2 separate regions of the Mus musculus genome follow, and region 2 is linked to region 1. Evidence: chromatin contacts called from public HiChIP or PLAC-seq data. All regions are on one chromosome and are shown on one strand. The core of a region is the stretch at or near the end of the contact, and the rest is flanking DNA. Distances in the headings are between cores, read along the strand shown. Region 1 holds the start of Tbrg3 (transforming growth factor beta regulated gene 3). Region 2 holds the start of Prr5 (proline rich 5 (renal)).

Region 1 (6,865 bases), core at 2,073-4,572:
TTCAGGGTCATCCTCAGCTATATAGTAAAAGGCGAAAGATTAATACAATCTGAAGAGAAACCAGAGTATCCTCAGCTATATATATAGTGCGAATGAGCCAGCCAAGTTGGGGGGGCGTGGGGGAGTAGGATCTCTTGAGATGAACAAGGGTACTACTTCTCCAGGTATGTCCTTGATTACTACTGTGGCTGGCCACATAAATGGGAAACAGGTTCTGTGTGTTGTTTTGTAAGTATGGGATAAAACACATTTGTTACAGAAAGCATATGTTTAATGGTGGTAGCAGACTATGAGAAGGGAACAACATTTCCTAGCAGTGGCCCTCGGTATTTTTTCCCAGATGTTCAAGGCCAAAGTAAATTACTTAACATTTTTTACTTGTCCTAAAGATTAAATCTGTCCACGCAGCTGAGAGAAATGTCTACAAAACAGGGACCATCTTTGAAACCAATCTAAAGCAGCATTCTATGTCATTATCATATTAAGCTTCTTTTCTTTCTTTTCCAGATAGACTTGCTCATGTAGCTCAAGCTGGCTTTAAACTCACAATCCTGCTTCTGTCTCATGAGTTCCCAGATTATAAGCAGGAACCAACACATCCACCTATATTTTTTTATTCTCTTTGTTGCTATTACTATATGACATTCTTATTTACTTACTGTTTATAGTCTGCTTTCCACTTCTTCTACCTTTTAATGTAGCCCATGAACATCTATTAATGCAAATGGCCTGACATATACAAGAGGATTTTAATCAACATTTAGGGATACAATGTACAAACAAAGAAACCATCTCCATATTGTGTTAATAGTCAAGTGTCCCAATCCTACAGAGAGAGTTTCTTTTGTTTTTTTTGTTTGTTTGTTTGTTTGTTTTTGAGACTGGAACACTATGTAGACCAGGCTAGCCTCAAAGTCATAGAGACCTGCCTGCCTTTGAGAGTACTGGGACTAAAAGCATATACCACCACAGCCAGCTCTATGTTCTTAAATCCATAAAGAACCACCAAATAAAGCCACAGCTATACCAACAACTCCTGTTACATAGCATATCTTCCTGCTAGTCCTGTGCATTACCTCAAAGCAAGCACGGCCCTAATATAGGAAACTCTGAATTTTGTCACCATGAGACTCTTTTCCTCTGTACTGTGGGTACCATGGTCATGACAAGCTCCTTGGGAAGCTTGGGTGTATATATAGTTCACTAGCAGAATACCTGCCTGTCTAGCACAATTGAGACTGCTCTCAATCCCCAGTATCACCTCCACAAGACTTTCAAGGGCCTAAAACTAAAAATACTCCCCCAAGAGGGAGTAATGCTTAAGGCATCCTGGGACAAGTTCTGTTTTTCATAAATTTATGTCAAAAAAGTCTCACTTGGCCAAAGTGAAAGCAATCATGACATGGTTCCTGAACACTTGCAAACCAGTCACACAGGCAACAAGAAAGACAACCTTTTATGACTTCTCTTGCTCTTTCAGGTTATGTTTTCAGCTCAAGACAAAATGGCAGAAGTAGATAAGAAAGAGAAACGTCTTACAAATTAAATCTTAGGCATACCAGCAAAACTGGCCAAGCAAGGACAAACTGAAAGTTAAGAAAATTCCCAAGGGTCACAGAAACCACCTTCCAGTATTTCACCCAGCTCCAAATTTCATATTCACCAGTTTGGTTGTTATTGCTTGTTGTGCTGTTGTTTGTTTGTTTGTTTGTTTGTTTGTTTTAAAGAGCCAGTAGAGCAGAATGACAGTAGAAAGCTAAGTATTTTAGGGCCACCCATACTAACTAATCTGCCCCTTGAGCAGGCCCTGAGTTAAAAGGAACCTGGTAACAAGTTTTGGGACCTAGGAGAGAAGAGTTATATTCAAGCTCCACCTCTCACTAGCTTATGTATTCTGTGGAGAAGGAATAATGAACTCTTAGGTCCACTGGGTAGACATTTTAGGACAGTTTAGAATTCTTTGGCCTAAGTCCATACATTGTTTTTGTTTTTAACGTAAATGTTAGCTTCCTTTCCTCTCTAAGTTAAAACTTAATAAAGGCAATTCTCCTACTATCTTACCTATGTAAGATCTCTCATATACATACGTACATACATACACACTCACAAACTACCACAGTAAAGCTTTATAGTAATTTTTTCATAAGCCATAAAACAAGCATAATACATACTTGAGTGTGAGAGGTGCTTCTAATTCAAGTAACTGGCACTTTTTCAAATCATACAGTAAACATGAGGTCATAATTCAAGTCCTAATAAAAAATTCCAAATAACTCATATGTATAATCTTAAGTGTCTCCTTATGTGACAGGCATGATTTTAACTAATATAAAAGAAAACCTTCTTTTAACACATACACAAGATAAACATTATGAGCCCATTTTGCCATCCACGTTTAAAGACCATTAAGGCTATACAGACCAAAATTTTTTAAAAAATGATCTAAAAAAACCATAGTGAGCTATATTTTATGGGGAATTGAGCAAAAACAAAAAAACAAACAAAAACAAAACAAAACAAAGTCTTCCACAAACAAGAGCAAAATCCAAGTTGGTCTAAGAGTACTTACCATTCAAAAGCATATGGCCCAGGGCCCTCACACACCAGAAAATCAGTAAAACTAACGGGTTCTTCAGCATCTGCCAGGGAAGTACCCTGCTACCACTAGGAATAAACCGGGGATGCAAACCATTTACTGCATCCTGAGGTGGATATTAATTCTGCAAGCCTACTACATCGCATAGCTAATTCTACTTTATCCCTACTCCAAGACTGAAATTGGAATTTGAAGTTAGCCAAGTAAGAGTCACCTAAAAGATCTTGAAATAGCATCCCTTCCCCACGTGGAAAGGGCTTCCAACAAAAACAGACCCAATCATCGCATCCATATTTCCCAATTAGCCAGTGCTTTTTCGGAAAACTCTTATCACAAAGGAAAAAAAAAAAGCATAATAATGTGCATTCAACATAAGCTAGACTGCTATTAATAGTGTGCGTTTTCTCTTCAGAAGCACAGAAAAGCACTGGGAATTGAGCACAAACTACCCTGACCAAGTTACTTCTCAAGCCAGTGAGGCGCATCTTACATCTCTCAGTAAAGTTCCTATGATCAAAATGAGAGCGAGCACAAAACCGGAGTGGAAGAACCACCAAACCAAACTCAAATAAACCTTCGAAATGTCTGGCCTGCAAGGGAGTCTTTAACAGAAGTGTAATTGAGGCATGAGAGGGTAGGTAACTTGCCCAGGGCTACAGTTTATTTGGTGGCCAAGCTGGAAGTGCATTCCAGGCCTCCTAGATCAGAATTTAGTGCCGTTTCCCCAGCTGCCAATGCCACCCCATGTAAAATCTTTTATAAAACTCTTCACTAAGGCTGTTAACATAAGGGTCCAATTATCATTCAAAGATCAGCCTGTTAGATAATAGCTCAAAAATTCCATCCATTTTTATAGCATTTACCAGAGTCATCTAATCTCTGGAGGGAGAACGCAGAGCTCGGGTAGAAACCCCTAATTCTGATTCGTCCCCAAAGGAGTTGAATACAGGCAGGCAAGCAAAACTGGTGTCCGCACCCACAAACCGTGGAGGAATCCGCAGCTCCACTGCCCCCCCCCAACACACACACACACACACACACTAAATTCCACTCCCATCCCGGCGCACTCAAGACATCCCACCTCCCGCCGCAGGCCGGATAGCAAACTCTTCTATAAGCCACCACTTTTCCGTGAGAATGAGGAAGAGAGACTCAGAGCCTCGCCTTCCCATCCCCTACCCGCGAGAAAGAGCTCCTTCGTGGACTCCGCGGGACCCTGCGCCCTGCCCTGCTCACCGCGGCGGGGGAGGGGAGAGCGCCCCACACAGGAAGTGCATCCTGCGCCCCTAGCTCGCGCCCCGCCGCCGGGTACCTGCTCTGGGCCGCCGGCAGGCGACAGGCAGCCGCATCCACATGGCCTCAGGTGTTCGCGCGGCTGCTCCGCCAGCCCCAGCCGGCCCCTCCCCGGCCCGCTCCAAGCCCGGCCCTTCACGGGTGCCTCGCCCCCAGCCCCCGGCCAAGAGGCCAGCAACGCCGGTCCCCGCGGGGCTGCCAAGAACGTGGACCCCTCAGCACCTCAGGCCGCAACGACCAGGTATCTCCGCCCGCAGCCCCAGAGCCTCCGGCCGCTCTGCCCTGACGCCGGTCCTGGCCGTTGACCCCTCGGCAGCCCACGCCGGTCCCCTCAGCCCGCTCCGCGACTCCCGAGGCTCAGCACTTGCAGGGCGGGCCGGGCCACGACCTGTGCTCCCAGCAGCCAGCCTGAGCGGCGCGGCCCGGTCCCGGCCCCTCGGGCTGCCCTTTCTCCTCAGGCCGGGCGGCGGTTACCTGCAGGAGCCCCCCGGCCCGTCCCTCGGCCTCCGCCGGCGCTGGGAGGGGAGGGGGCGGCGGCGCGGCGCGGGGTGGGGGTGGGGGTGCCTCCACCGCCTCCAGCGCGGACGCCCAGGCCGACGGCGGGGCGGGCCGGGGCCGCGGCCCCTAGAGGCTCGCTCCGGCCCGCGCGCTCGCTGGCTCACTCCCCGCTCCGGCGCGCCTCAGGGAGGGCTCCCCCGGCTGAGGCCGTGGCCGCCTCGCAGGGGCCGAAGGCGGCTCGGCTCCGGGTTTTTTCTCTCCATTCTCCCAACACACAGGAAATAACAGAGCGTCAGGTGACGGCGCGCAGCCAATGAGGCGGCTCCGGGCCCCGGCGCGCGGGCGGGCGGGAGGGCGCGCGGCGGGGCGGGGCGGGCGCAGGGGGCGGGGCCGGGGGCGGGGTGGCGCGCTGCCCACCCGCGTGTGGCAGCGTCGAGAGGCGCAGCAAGGAGACCCCCTACTCTGCGGTCCGGGACCACGCGCCCAGTGCTACCTCCAGCCCTCCGCTTAAGGCTACCTTGTGGGGTGCCCCAGAGCAACTTTCTGGGGAGTTAGTGGCACAGAACCTTCTACTGGGATTTCTGGAGTTCTCCCAGAGCCTCCAAATCCGAAGTCGCGCCTTTGGCAGCCCTTGAAGCCCGTGGCAATTTGTATAGTTACTTGAGCTGCCACCAGGGTGGCTCCCGCTTTCTTAACGTCCGCCGGGCCCAGGTGGGTAACATGGCCTGGTGTGTGCGGATGCACTCTCTGCCCATGGTGCCTACTGGGTGTTCCTGGATGAACAACAGTCTCTGACACTCAGTTTCCTCCGTTCTAAAAGCAAAGAAGCCAACCTACCTCACGTGTAAAATAGACTTCCACACCAGTAGTCTGCAGTGGTGCTGAGGTTCTGCACTCCTGGATGGTAGGCCCAGAACTGAAGTAAGAGATTTCCAGGGCCATGCCTCAGGCCCTAGCCAGCCTTCCCTTGTTCCTCAGATATCTTCACAGAGCAAAGGGCTAAATTTCTTTTTCCTCAAGAAAAATCTCATGTACAACCACCGTCTCATAGATCAGTGGTTCTCAACCTTCCTAATGCTTTGACCCATTAATATAGTTCATATTGTGGTGACCCTAACCATAAACTATGTCAATGCTACTTCATAACTGTAATTTTGCTACTGTTATGAATAGTAATCTCTGTTTTCTGACAGCCTCTCCTGTGAAAGGGTCATTCACTACCAAAGCTGTCCCGACGCCTAGGTTGGAACTGCTGCCTTAGATGGCAGTACCTACTGTGTGCCCACCCCTCTGCTATGCAAAATGAAGCTAATAAGGAGAGGGTGAGGTTGGACTATTTATACCCTGCTTTTGGCACACTCAGAGACCTCTCCACTTTGGACCTCACAGATGCAAGAGGAAGGAGAAGGTTTGAATTATGTGTCCCTAAAACTACTGATTCTAAACTAAGCCTGCATCCAGCCTAGATGTTGGGGAGTCTGTGGCTTCCCCTCTAAAGCAACCCAACTTGAGAGGAAACTGGAATCCAAACATGCTTTGGGTGTAAGGTGAGATGCTGACAGGAGTCAGTTGTGGTTGGTCTGGGGACCAGATTTCATATATTTGGGATCTACAGATCCCTGTGGCCTGGCTTTTACCCTTTCACCTTTCATTCTATCCAGCCAGAGTACTTCACTCTCCCTAGCCTCAGGCCACCCACAGAGGGTCTGGTGATTCCAGGCACAGCTAGGGATCCTGGTTCTAGGGACCCTATCAGGAGGATGTGGTGGAGAAGGTAATGATTTCTCCCAGCCCACCTCATCAAGTAGGGGCTAGTCCAACGCAGGTCTGGCTGTTCCCGGAGATTTGACTCCCCCACACCTCTTTGACAACAGGCAAAGTGCCAAGCCCTTCCGGAGCAAAGCGGCAAAGCTGAATAGACCGCCAGGCCCTGCCCTCTAGCTGTTCCCATTGTTCTGTTTCTTTCAAACTCTCAGCCACTAAGGCTTTTAAGAGACCACAGCCTGGCTACTGCTAGTGTCAAGACTGCCATGAGAAAGGTGGGAGGAACTGGAAACCTCTAAAGTTTTCTGCACCAAGGGGCGTGGGAGGGAGGAGAATGTAGATGTGCCTTCTTGGTGACTCAGTGTTGAAGGCATCCCCAGCCAGTTCATAAAGGGACACCATTTCCTCATTCTCCCTTCTTCCTAGGTCTCACTTTGCCTCACGGGGACAAGAAGGATACCAGAGAGCTCACGAGGAACAGGATGCAGAGAAACACTGGGTCCAGTCCCTGCCTCCTTCCCTACGGTAGCCCCCTCCCTACTCTTTCAGTCCCTTTCAGAACACTATCCAGATGACCACCACATGGAAGCTTGCCCCATTCTTACAGCCAGATCTGCTGGGACCCTACCATATGCCTTTGAATTATCACACAGAGGAAACACATTCATTGAAATCATGACCAGCAGACAGGTAGTAGTGCTCTTGTGCTGTGTG
Region 2 (7,395 bases), core at 4,034-6,533, 1.8 Mb after region 1:
GAGACGACAGAGCAGGAAGGCAAGCTGGCAACCTGCAGGTCACTGCTGCTGGTGTGTGAGCCTTCACCTGCAGAGTGGGGGGCAAGCGCCATAGGGATCCACATGAAACAGGAGCTGAGGTCGCGGTGCCTTTGGCAGTGCTGGGTCTCCTTAAGGGAATCAAAATACCAACTCTGCCACTCCAAGATTCAGCTCCAAAGAGAACCTCACTGTTCCCAGGCACTGAGTGAGAGATCAGCTCCAGGGTTCTAAAACTCCCCTGCTTCTCTCCAAAGAACTTTTGGAAACTGATGTCCAAGACTTTCACAGATGGGAAACTTTTGGAGAGAGAGAGTCTTTTGGGGTCATGTAGGGGGTCATGTGGATGAGGTGAGGGTGTTGGAGATGAGGGATCTCTGCTGGTCAGAATCCCACAGCAGCCAGAAGCATAGGAGGGAGAAGAGGAGGAGCATTTAACAGGGGGACCAGGTCTAGCCAGGTGGGGCTGTCCCGGGTCAGGGAGACCTGAGGGAAGGTGGCATGAATTAAAAAGGCAGATACCATAGTGTGTTGCTTCTCACACTGATGGACTCCTGTCCTGCCCCGAATGCTGATTGGTCAGCTGGCTTTGCTGTGCAGGGAGAAGAGCCCTCCAAGGTCTTAGCCTAGTCTTGCCCTATGGTGACAGGCTCACCTGGCTTCTGCAGCTCGCCTTCAGTGTCCCTCCCACTGTCCTCTATAACAGGAGCAGTTGCTAGGCTCCTGGTGTGACCCCATGACCTTGTGATTCTCCTGTTCCACCCTCCTCTGCACACCAAGGAAGGATGAGGCCTAGCCCGGGGGCACAGGCCAGAGAGACAGAGCCAGGCACATGCCTTAGCTTCTCACTGGCCCTTTCCTGGGTGTCCGGGACCCCAGGGTAAGGAGCCTACACACCAACTGTACCACAGGCTGCTAGAGACATCATGCCAGTCAGCTTTGGGGAACTGCCAGGCCTTGCCAACAGGGAGCAAAATGACCCCTTTTGGAGTGGATGACCCTTAGAAGGAGATCCTAGGGAGGGTGCATTGAGGGTGGCAGGTGACAGTGACAGAGCTGGAAGGTGACAGTGTCGAAGCTGGGGCTGCTTCTCTTCTGCTCATCAGGCCAGGCTGCAGCTTCAGCCTTGTCATATACACACCCTGACTTCTTGCATGTGCCCTAGCCTCCCTGAACCCCTGTTTCTCTGTTGTGACATGAGACCCCCTCACCTCTGCAAGGGAGCACTGCAGCCTTGGGAGCACCACAACCATGGGAGCACTGCAACCATGGGATCATCACAGCCTTGGGAGCACCACAGCCTTGGGAGCACCACAGCCTTGGGAGCACCAGATGAGGCAGTGTGTTTAAGCCCTGCCTCCCTGTCCTATCTCTTGTCCTTCCTACCCCAGACAAGGATCCCTTCTTCAGTTGACTCCTTCAAAGAAGTTCTCTGTCCTCTTTGATTGACATGGGGAAAGAGAGGGTGAAACCACATTGTGATCTTGTCCTAGACTAGAAATCAGGGGTCAGGAGTTGAGAGTCCTGGGCCCTGAAAATGAACCACCTGGGCCCAGCCCCTCAGTACTTTCATACCCCATGAGTCAGAGAGGATTGTGGGGGAGTGTGGTTCCCCCCCCCCAAAGGGCTTCAGCTTCTATGTTTATTGACCCTCAAATTCTGAGATGCCCATCCTCCAGATGTGTTCACTGAGTCCCTTAGAGGTCAGGTCAAGCAAGACCAGATGGGCCTCCATCCTGGTTGCTCACTTAGGGCTCACTCTAAGAAGGATGGTCCTGATGCTCTTTGAGTCTCCCTTGGTGGCCTGTCTCAAGTTCCTGTTTCTAGCTTGCCAAGTGGAGGTGGGATGAAACCTGGGTCCTGTGGAAGGAGACTGTGGTTCTGAGGTAGGGACACTGGCAGCTTGAGGGATTCAAGAATGAATCCGCTTATCTCCCTTGTCCTTAATCAATAATCAATAATCTTAGGCACAAGTGATTCTCTTCAAGGCCACTCCTAAACAACTGTTGAATCCTTGATCCAGGCACCAAGCCCAGAGGTCCCTATCAGTGCCCAGAGGACCCAGCAAGGCATGTAAGGCCCTGTACCTGCTTACAGGGGTCATAACTGTACCAAAAGATGTCCAGGAATTCTGCCAAACAATGGCTGTTGTGTTTTGGTTTGTTGGGATTTTCTGATACTTCGGGCCACAGGAACACTTTTATAGGAGTTAGTCTTGCCCCCGCCCAACTCCTCCTTTGTCTTTGCTGAGGAGTTAACAGCCTGGTTTCCTCCTAGACTCTACCTTGGATTTCTGGGCCCAGGGAGCTCTGCCCTTTGCTGCCTACCACCAACACTCACACCTAGCAGCACCCGAGCTGCCTACCACCAGCCCCAACACCCGGCGGCACAGCACCCCCGCGTCTCTGTCGCACTTCTGCCTTGGGCTGTGGGTGTAGCCAGTGTTCGTCTGTGCTGGGGCGGGGACAGCTCGTTTCTTTGCTCTCTGGAGATGTTGTCTTTTTTTTTTTTTTTTTTTTTTACTTTCCTTTCTTTGAGACACTGTCTCCTAAGAGTCTATAATTCGCTATGGGGCTGGCTGCAAACTCAGGGCAATCCTCCTGTCTCAACCTTCCAACAACCAAGATTTCAGGCCAGCACCCCTACACTTGGCACTAGAGATGTCTTTTAAGTCTCACCCATTCTGGATATTGCTTGTCCTGCTTCTAGCCCCTTCCCTAGGAGCCCCCTGCAGCTCACTTCTTCCTTCCTCTCCTGCCCACTGTGGCCTCCCCTCCCCTACCAGCCTTCTCCCTCCCTCTGGTTACTCAGACTGCCTCTCTGTTCCCATCTGGCCACTCCTGCCAGACGGGCAGCCAGGGGTCAGTTCTGCCCCTTGTCCTGCCCAACTGCTGAATAAAAGGTCAGGCTTCTCTGAGGGGACCAGGGTTTTGCTGCAGCGACACCCGTGGCAGAGAAATGGTGGCCTCGTGTTTATGCATCTTGGTTTTCACCGATCTGACCTAAAACATGAGATAGATATATCTAGCCATTCCTATTGAGTAGCGACTGTGTGCCAAGCATAGGGAAGGTAGATATGAACAAGTTCCTGCTCCTGGCTCTGATAGACAATGTCAGGAAAGCCAGATTAAGTCTAAACAAGGGCAGGGGCAATCAGAGAAAGGAGAGATGATCTTCAACTTTGATCTCCACTGAAAGGGGTTCTGGAGAGCAGGGAGGCTCGCAGGTTTTGAAGGCATCTCAAGGATTGGGGGCCTCGGGCTTGCTCTTCAGCACAGTGGGAACTCAGGAGGGCAATGTGTGCCATGGCCAGCTCTAGTTATTGTTTGTGAGGGCAAGAAGCAACAGTCAGAAAGAGTGGTCAGAAAGGATCTGTAGTTCAGGCTAGGGTGCTAAGAACCAAGGATGGGGCAGGGTGGGTAGACTCAAGAGGAAGGCCTAGTACATGTATCCGATCTTTTTTATTTTAAAATTTTGATTATGTGTATGAGAATGTGTGCCTGAGTGTGGGTTTGTGTACTTGCATGCAGTGCCCCAAAAAGGCCAGAAGAGGGTGCTGGATTCACAGAGCTGGAGTTACAGGTAGTTTGTGAATTGCCACATGCTAGTGCTGAGAACCAAACTTGTATCCTCTGAGAGAGCAGTTCAGCCTGAGGGTTAGGGTTGTGATTTTACGTTGGCCGGCATTCATACCTATCCTGACGCACATAGAGTTTGTAGGCAGAGACTGGACATACTTGATACAGGATGTAAAACCCCAGGGTCTGGAAGGATAGAGAGAGACCATGGATGTGTGGCCTTCACTTTCCAAAACACAGGAAACTGAAGCCTTTGAGAAGTGACTCACCCAAAGCTTACAGCTGCTCCAGGGATGGAGAGCACCCACCCGGGACATAGGACTAGCCACAAGGCTAGTGCTATGGAGCAATGACAGCCCTCCCCTCCCCTCCGCTCCCCTCCCCTCCCCTCCCCCCAGCCATGCTGACCACCACTGTACACCTGAGTGAGCAGTTTCTACACCCCCACCTGAATGCCGCATCCTCCCAGACCTGGGTTCCTTGACTTGGTTCAGAAAGCTGGTGCCTGTTGTTTGGAGACTGGAAAATTCATCTGCTGTTGACCCCCAAGTCAGGTCCTCACTGGGGCCATTGACTGAATGAAGGAGGTAGGAGCAGCCCAGCCCTTCCCTGCCCTGGCTGCCATTTCACAATAGGTTGAGTGGCCTTCGGCTCTGTGAGAGTTCTTGCGAACAAGGAGTTGTCTGTTTGATCCTTGCCTCCTAAGACAGGCATGTGGGGGTGTCCAGTACACAGTGGCTGGTTAGGAAATGCTGATGGTGGGAGTTGAACCATGACTCTACTCTCCTGCAAGTCACCTGGGGCTGTGCTTGGAAGTGGCAGGCAAAACGAGTGGGACTCCCAGATCTTGCTTGAAGGAGGCTGTGTGTCAGGAGCTGGGGTGTCAGGGGCACTGTGTGTTCGTGAGCCTTGGTCCAGCCTGCCATGTTCTGGTGGCAGAACCCGGGAGAGATTATTTTGCCCTGGGTGCCCCCACAACATTCCCAGCAGGTAGAATTCAAATTTGCCTCAATGCCCCAGGGCTGTCCTGTCCTAGGATCATTTTGCCTTGTGCCTAAGTCACCAGGATTGAGGAGACACTCTGACTTCTACCATACAAGGGGATCTGGGATTCAGGGGGTGCCACTGTCCTCCATTCCTTCAACTCTCGGTGCAACAACCCCTCTGGCCAGTCAATCATCCAAGGTACCGGCCTGAGAGGACCCTAGTCCCTGGCCCCTCCCCCGAGAAAAGGCTCTAGGACAGCCTGGTCATGCTAAACTCAGGTGGGGTGGGGCTGATGGCTGAGGCACCCGGCAGAAAGCTTTGATCCGCAGTGGGCGGAGCCTGTGTCCACGTGAAGGGGTCTGGATAGATCTCTGTGGGCACAGCCTTTCCTCCTGGGATGGGTGTCTGGAGAGGGAGTGAGTTCAAGAGACGTTAATGGGAGCCTATGAGTCCCTGTGCATGGTGTGTGTGTGACCACAGGGTTGGTTGGGTGCCGGGTGGACAGTTGGGATTGAACTGCTCTGTGGCTCCTGTGTGGTGGCTTCCGAAGGGAAGAAGGGAGGTGGCTGAGAGCAAAGGAGCCAGCCCCTTGAGCTGGCCCTTTGGCCGCAGAGGGCTCCAAGACGCCGGCCCCGCCCTCCCAACAGGAGACCACGCCCACTATGGCCCCGCCCAGGCTGGAGGCCCCGCCCCCGGCCTGCTTTTGCGCTCCGAGCGCTCCACGCTGAGCCGCCGCGAGCCATGGTTCACAGGGCCCCGCGCTGGGAGTGCTGCCCCGGGCGGGGGCGCAGGACCCGGGCGGGACCCCACGGGGTCGCCGGGCTTGCTGCTAGCCGCCGACTATCGTCGTAGGGGACGCGGGGGCGCGTGTGGGCCGGGGTGAGCATGAGGACTCTCCGCAGGTTGAAGTTCATGAGTTCGCCCAGCCTCAGTGACCTGGGCAAGAGGGAGCCGGGCGCGGCGGGTACGGACGAGCGGGGCACGCAGCAGCGCCGGGCCTGCGCCAACGCCACCTGGAACAGGTAAGGCGCGCAGCCCGGAGCGGCGTGGCCGGAGACCGCACCGCGCCACTTTGCGCGCAGCTCGCCCCGCCGCCGGGCCGTGCGCGGGGAGGGAAGTGAGTGCAACGTGTCAGCGGCTAGAGCCCACGATCGCTCCCCGGGGGTGGGTGGGTGGGTGGGCGGCCGGGGAGCAGGAGGCCTCTGAGCCCCCACTTCGCAGGGGCGCACTTGAACCTCGCGGGCCCCCGGCGGGGCGCCGCTGCACTTCCTGTATGCGTGTCGGGCCCTCGGCGCGGGGTGGGCGGTGGCTTTCCCTGAGTTGGACCCCGGGCCTCCCAGCTGTCCGCGGGGGTGCGCCAGCTGCCAGACATTCCTTACCGGACCCTTCCGGAGGCCCATCCAGGACCAGCCGGGCGTGGGAAGCCCCTCCCCCAGCTGTGTTCTCAACCAGTCACAGATAGTTCTTTTAGCCATAGTTCCCCGGTGGGTCTCCTCTTGGCCCTTAAGGAAAAATTAAAAAAAAAAAAAAGTATTTCCATCCAAAGTAAAACACGGATTGAGGGAGGTTTGTGGATGCTGGCTCTCCACTCCACCCCTCCACCTGGCAGAGAAATCCTGCCAGGTTCTTCACCCTCTGTGGTCTGCCACTAGGGACACGGCTGTCACTTGGACACATGTCTTCTGTTCATCTAGTCTGAGAGCAATCGGGGGGGGGGGGCACCCGGCTGCCAGCAGGGACCCTAAGTTCCTCCACTAAGCTGCAGCCTGCCTGAGAGCTGAGACTACCTACCTTAGTTTCCCTCTCTGCTGGGCCTACACCGGTCTCCTCATTGGGCTGGGAGCAGAACTGTGAGAGAAGGAAGACTCCTTTTCCCCAGAACTGCTCAACCACTCTCTTCGTCCCCTTCCTTGTCTCTGGCCAGGGTTTAGTGGAGCCATGCTGACTTTTGGCTCAGATTTCAACTCCACTCCTCTGTTGTGTGGCCCTAGGCAGTTGGTTTTCCACTTCTGGTCCTCAGTTTCTTTATTAATAATATGGGTGAGTGACTGTTGTTGGAGTAAATGTGAAGATGTGTAATCAGGCTGTGAGCATGAGTTCTGGCACACAGTAGGTCTACCCTGTAACTCAGAACTCAAGTCTAGGAACATTCAGAGAGTAGTGTCTCGGAAGTTACTAGAAGCAATTTTGTGGGGACCCTTTCACCCCATCTGGGGGCCTCTGGCTCAGAGGGCTTTGATGGCGCCACGTGCCACCAGTCATGGCTGTGAGAAGGTTTACTCTTTGCCAGAGCTCTGGGAGGGGGAGGCTTGCAAGGGTCGGAGGCGTCCCCTGCCTGGGGAGTCAGGCTCTGGCTGTGTTCTGTGCTCCAATCCTGGGCCAGCCTGTTCAGGGTCCTCACCATCCTAGCCAGCAAGGGAGGTTTTATGCCCCCATCCCAGCTGGGAGATTCAGGGTCACCCAAAGTGGCCAGAACCCATACTGTACAGCATTTCGTGGCTTGAGTCCCGATACTCTCCCACGTACAGACACACATAAGTAAAGGGACTGGTGATGGTGGCCCAGAGTCGCCTCCCAGCCCCAGCGCCTGCCTCTCTTTCTGCTGCCTTTCCAGTGCCTGCAAGGGCTCCAGGACATGAACCCTGAGCAGGGTCAGGACAGCTGTGTCAGCCGCCTGTGCTCTGGCTATCCCTGCAAACTATGGTCCTCCTTCATCTCACGACCATCGCAGCATTAAAGAGTCTTATTTCCCAGTCAGATTGTAAGCCTTAACCTTACACCAGGGACTGTCTAACCCACTGCAGTGACACTG

The links. HiChIP or PLAC-seq counts read pairs in DNA pulled down with a chosen protein or histone mark.
Region 2: an HNF4G HiChIP or PLAC-seq map of pancreatic cancer cells shows a contact between it and region 1. The contact joins the promoter of Prr5 here to the promoter of Tbrg3 in region 1.

Annotation. Positions count from the first base shown.
Region 1 is chr15:82,895,139-82,902,003 of GRCm38.p6, forward strand. Tbrg3 (transforming growth factor beta regulated gene 3) reads right to left here and starts at 3,323. Exons shown (of 1, transcript NR_027799.1): 1 at 1-3,323. All of the region lies in intron 1 of Tcf20 (transcription factor 20), which reads right to left. Gm20324 (predicted gene, 20324) reads left to right here and starts at 3,942. Exons shown (of 4, transcript NR_045068.1): 1 at 3,942-4,130; 2 at 5,581-5,934; 3 at 6,578-6,676.
Region 2 is chr15:84,675,715-84,683,109 of GRCm38.p6, forward strand. Prr5 (proline rich 5 (renal)) reads left to right here and starts at 5,284. Exons shown (of 8, transcript NM_146061.4): 1 at 5,284-5,605. The coding sequence starts at 5,469.